Regions from separate parts of the Sus scrofa genome. Here region 1 is linked to region 2. Evidence: chromatin contacts called from public Hi-C data. All regions are on one chromosome and are shown on one strand. The core of a region is the stretch at or near the end of the contact, and the rest is flanking DNA. Distances in the headings are between cores, read along the strand shown. Region 1 has its middle 44 kb from the start of TRH. Region 2 overlaps TMCC1 (transmembrane and coiled-coil domain family 1).

Region 1 (2,853 bases), core at 166-2,665, 200 kb before region 2:
AAGCATTCACACACATTTCATTCACATATATGCATATTCATTTATACACATATACTTACACAAACAGGCACTCACACGTGCTTATATACCTGCGCGCATTGATTCACACACATTTAATTAATACATACTCATACACATGCACTCAGATATTCGTATACCTCACACACATTCAGACTCCCAACACTTATATTTGCACACCCACATTCCATTCCTTAACATGCATTTATTCCGCACAGTTGTCCGTGCGGACATTCATGTGTACATTCATACACACTTGCCAGCATGTTTACTTACACATATAGCCATACACTTATACACACTGAACATTCACACAATTCATATTGAAACCCATATATTTACACACATGCTCAAGCATTACATATTCACACACACACACACACACACACACATCCATGATCACACACTCAAATATTAACGAGGTCACATATTCACTCAGGGAGTTGTGTCCTGTTGTCAACAGTCAGTAGTATCCAAAAGACATTTTCTTTGTGGTCCTTTCTGTGCCATCTGTGTTATGGGGTTAGTGTGCTGATCAAGTGATGAGAAACTGCCTGAGAACAGGTCCTGGACCCTGCCCAGCTCTGTACCCACTGCCTCTCCCCTAGACAGTGTTTCCCTCAGGGAGCAGCCTCCTCACTACCCATCTCAGGGGCCCTGAGAAAAATCCTGGGCTGAAAAGTGATGGGGCAGTGGCCAGACCCACTGGGAATGGCCATGGTGGTTGTTGATCCCTGCCAGGGGCCAACATGTGTGTGGTCTGATAGATGGGAAGAGACAGGAGGAGAGAAAATCATAAACAGAATATCTTAGGAAGTCTTAGGACCACATTCTATGAAATCTTGTTACTGCTCTCCCCCAAGTGTTAACAACTTGGCACAAATAAATGAATATTTTTAGAGGGCTGTAGACCACAAATCTGATGGCCCACAGACCATCTCAATCTACGGAATCTTTTGTTTCAGCTGCACATTAAATTTTTTTTTCTTTTTGCATATTTAAAAATTTTTAAGTTCAAGAGTTTTTGTGGGAGGGGAGAGAAATTCCAGAATAGTGGAGTGAGTACCCTTGAAAATCCACTCCTGCATAAGAGCAATGAGAATCCTGGCAAAAATAGTCAAAATTAACTTTTTCAGTACTCTAGAAATTAACCAAAGGTGTACAGCAATCCCAGGACATTTATTTTCAGAAAAGCAAATTGAATCTCAGTAAGAACAGGAGCTTGGTGGCATTTAAAATTTTCCTCTTCAGCTCTGCAGTAGCCTTGAAAACCAAGTTTTACAGTTATAGCAGCCATGAAAACAAGCAACTAGAAGAGGAAGAAGGGTTTGGCACTCCCTAAAATACCCTGTCCGCAGAGCATTGTCATTATTTGACCTGCTGGAAGTTACTTGGAAATCCCCACTGTCAGAGTTTGTTTTTATTTGACCTGACTTAGCTCTGTTAGTGTCAACAGCCTTACCCTGGGGGACATTTGTCAATATAGAAAAAAAAAAAAAGATCAGCAGCGATAATTTAACATCAAAGCAGCCAGTGGCGTGATAACAGATGGAACAAACAAGAAGCTGAGCAAAAAAATTTAAAAGAACATCTGGGGAATGAAATATCCATAGAGGGCTTTGAAAAGCTGCAATATATTCTTGGAGATCTAGAAGTACACACACATGGTCAGGGCTGGGTGCTTGCCAGGAAATAGCTGAGATGGCCCTAATCCCTCACCTCTCCTTGAACTTGAGGCTCTGCTGAAGCAGAGAGTGAGGGTTGTACATTGTCTGACAGAACATTAAAAGTGTGTCTCCATACACACAAAGCCTCTCATCAAAGGCTGGGAGACTAATTGGTTCAAGGCATTTCAAGAAATCTCTGTTCGATCATTAGCTGACCACTAACCTAACTAAGCAGAGTTTTTAGTGGCCACACATGGCAGAGAATACAGATTTTACAGTTTGTTTGGGAAAATCACTAAATAAACAGCAGCAGCAGGAACAATGAACAGCAACAATAACAAACCTGGGCAGTGAGGGAATCTGATTTCTAGAGTTGCCATACTTATTATTTACTTTTTTTTTTTTTGTCTTTTCTAGGGCCGCTCCTGCGGCATATGGAGGTTGCCAGGCTAGGGGTTCAATGGGAGCTGCAGCCACCGGCCTACGCCAAAGCCCCAGTAATTCGGGATCTGAGCCAAGTCTGCAGCCTACACCACAGCTCACAGCAACACCAGATCCTTAACCCACTGAGCAAGGCCAGGGATCAAACCTTCAACCTCATGGTTTCTAGTCGGATTCGTTAACCACTGCGCCAGGATGGGAACTCCCCCCATACTTATTATTTAAAATGTAAACATTTCAGCCAAATCATAAGACATACAAAGAAACAGGAAAATATGACCCATACTCAAGGAAAAAAGCCAATTGAAACTGTTTCTGAGGAAGGCCCAACTGTGGACATACTAGACAAAGATTTTATTTTTTATTTTTATTATTTTTAAAAATTTCCTAACAACATTTTATTTATTATTTTACTTCCCTATTTATTTTTTTTAATTACTTAATGAATTTTATTACATTTATAGGTGTAAAACAATCATCACAACCAAATTTTACAGCATTTCCATCCCAAACACTCAGTGCATTCCCCCACCCTCCAACCTGTCTCATTTGGAAACCATAAGTTTTTCAAAGTCTGTGAGTCAGTATCTGTTCTGCAAAGAAGTTCACTGTGTCCTTTTTTAAGATTCCACATGTACGTGATAGCATTTGATGTTGGTGTCTCATTGCCTGACTGACTTCACTTAGCATGATAGTTTCTAGGTCCATCCATGTTTCTGCAAATGCC
Region 2 (2,700 bases), core at 113-2,612:
GGAGCGGCCCAAGAAATGGCAAAAAAGACAAAAAAAAAAAGACCTAAAACCAAAACTTATTAATATGGGAACCTGTATGTCTGTTTTATAGTATTTAAAACTATCTATTTGAAACTACTTAGTAATTTTTTTTTTCTATTTGGTGATATTTTTGTTTCTGAGACATAAAAATAAGATGCTGGGCTATATCTTTAAGATTCTTAAATAATGAGGAAATTGTGTTAGAAGTTGTAAGATTATATTTTACGTGTTTGGGTACAAATAGAGATCCCAAAAAACTATTAGAAACTTGAAAATCTATAAATAATCATATTATATAATCTCCTTTTTAAAGCTGAAATTAGTAAACTACTAGTTATAAAATTAAAATTTTATAATGCATCTTGTAAGTGAAAAACCTTTCTTTTATATCCTTTATTTCTTTTTTCTCTAATACTGTAAAACTGACTTTTTAGGCATGCATACAGTTCCATGGAGTTTTTCATTCCCATAGATTCATATAGCCTCCAGCACAGTTAGAGCTCTAATTAGTTCTGTCACTTTTGTGTAGTCACACCTAATCCTACCACTAATCCATAATTCATTCTTTTCACCATAGATTTGTCTTTTTGAGAATGATAAAAGGATTGGGTCATTTTTGGTCTAGAGTAAACTTTCATAATGTAAGGGAGACCAAGATGTAAAGAATTATTTACATTGCCCTGTGATTTCTCCTGACAAATTCTACCTTCTGGCTCCTTTTCCTATTTAAGATCTTTTTTAGTGTTTCCCTTATTTCAGAGAAGAATTTCTAGCACTATTGCTGTATATTGGTGACCTAAAAAGAAACAGTAATTAATATACGTTAAGTTTGTGGCAGCCTCTGCTTTTTGGGAGTATGTGAGAAATGAGATTTTTTTTGGTTTTTGGGTGTGTGTGTGTGTGTGTTTTTAAACCATATCTTCAGTTCTGGCATATATCCATTCCCAAAACTACTTTTGTAGAATATTCTTGCTTCTCCCTCATATAGGTCACAGTATCCAAAAGACTATGCTTCATCTTAGATTACAATCAGTATATTATTTGTGATACAGAACCAATTAACAATAGTTCTTCAGCTTTCCTACTTCCTTTTCATTTCTTCTAGACACACAATAGATTTGAGGAGAAAAGTTTCTTCCTAATATTTTGAACGACCTGTGTTTGGGATTCAAAGTTTTTTTTGTACTTATTGCTTAACTGGACTGAAGATTATCTCATGTGACAGCATAGATCTCTTGTTTTAGAATTGCCATTACTTTCTAGAATAGCCACTCTGTATAGCAGCCAACATGCCCTGGATCCTCTTGCTTCATATTACAGTGATACTGCTTTGTCAGGGTAGAATTCAGCCTCACAGGGCTGGAGCCAGTCTCTGCTGACCTCCTGCCACAGTACAGCATGTTCAAATCTGGGAGAAACCCGAGGCTTATTCGGCATATTCCTCCTCCTTCTCCCTCACAAGCATGGAACCCTCACTCTCTTCGGAAACCGTATGTTGTATATGTGTGTGTATCTGTCTTTTTTTTAAATCTCTTACTTAATCCTATAATTCTACAGCTTTAAGTGGGGGCTGGTTGAATAGACAGACACAGGAAATGCTTTGAGCTGCTCAAACTTAGAATTTTTCAGCAGTAGAGCTCAGCCACCGGCATTTGCTATTTTTGGACTGACTTGTGTGAGGTTGCAATAATATTGCAAAGCATATTATGTGTTTCCTATTTGTTCATTTTATCCAGAGCTATTTAAGCAGAATGCACAGAGTGTTCTTTGGCTATGTGGGCATGCTCAGATCATACTGGAGTGTCCCCACTCTCCTGTATGATGGGCTGCTTCATTGCAGAGTAATGTCGTTATTACTCTTACAGGCTAAATAGTTATCCAAAAATAAGTGTTTCCTTCAATGAACAGAAGAGTTTTATTTGCCTTGTACAGCTTGGGAAAAGCTTGGGTTAAATTTGAAGATGTCAGGCATGCATAACAAATGAGAATTTGGATTAAAGCCATCTGAAATATTTCTCACATTAAAAAAAAAAAAAAAGAGGTTCCTATTACTCAGCTACTTGTTTGCAGTATAGTTTTCCCAAAGACTTGGCAATTTTCTGAATTGTAAGGCAGTATGCACATATCTTGGTTCTAAATTCATGTCTCCAGATCAGCAGAGAAAGTCCCTGAGATACAATTCAATAAGAGGCTGATCCAGTTTATGCATTACAACTACCACTTCCCCATTTTATCTGGAGTCATGAGTAGAAAACTTGGTCTATATCTTAATTTTTGTGTGTGTGTGTCAGCTTTATAAATAATATTCTAAGAGATAAATGCTAAAGCGAAAGAGGTTTTTTAATAGTTTGACCTGATTCTAAAGCTCATGTGCATTAATATTGTTTGCTGTGAGCTGTTGGATTGAAGATCTGAACAGATTTTTCACTCTGAAGTTTGATGTTAAATTACTCTTATTCCTTATGGTTGATAATTTAAATGCCAACTTTGTTAACAGACCTGTACCTCTGCTCTGTACCCGTTTTTTTTCTTCTGTTTGTTCTGTAACTTGGATTTTAAAACATTGGCACATTTCTGTTTGTTCTAAGGTTGTAAAAGGTCAGTTCACTTATCTGTGTTTTATTAAGAATGCCAGCCCAGGTTGAATGGGGTGATCAGAAGAAAGGAATTCATAAGAGA

The links. Hi-C and Micro-C count contacts between places; a contact is called where the count stands out from the background.
Region 1: a contact with region 2 is called in a Hi-C map of liver, with 4 times the contacts expected there. The contact joins two enhancer-like sites. A contact is called at or near these places in 2 of 47 Hi-C or Micro-C datasets (embryonic fibroblasts and liver).

What each region holds. Positions count from the first base shown.
Region 1 is chr13:69,318,198-69,321,050 of Sscrofa11.1, reverse strand. No RefSeq gene overlaps it. Among named protein-coding and RNA genes, the nearest start is that of TRH, 44 kb to the left of the region's middle. Within about 2 kb of position 1,415, at least 7 of the 83 cell types and tissues checked have an H3K27ac peak or open chromatin away from gene starts, as enhancers often do. A contact at or near this core is called in liver, where this site is marked.
Region 2 is chr13:69,117,628-69,120,327 of Sscrofa11.1, reverse strand. All of the region lies in intron 1 of TMCC1 (transmembrane and coiled-coil domain family 1), which reads left to right. Among named protein-coding and RNA genes, the nearest start is that of TMCC1, 100 kb to the left of the region's middle. Within about 2 kb of position 1,362, at least 33 of the 83 cell types and tissues checked have an H3K27ac peak or open chromatin away from gene starts, as enhancers often do. A contact at or near this core is called in liver, where this site is marked.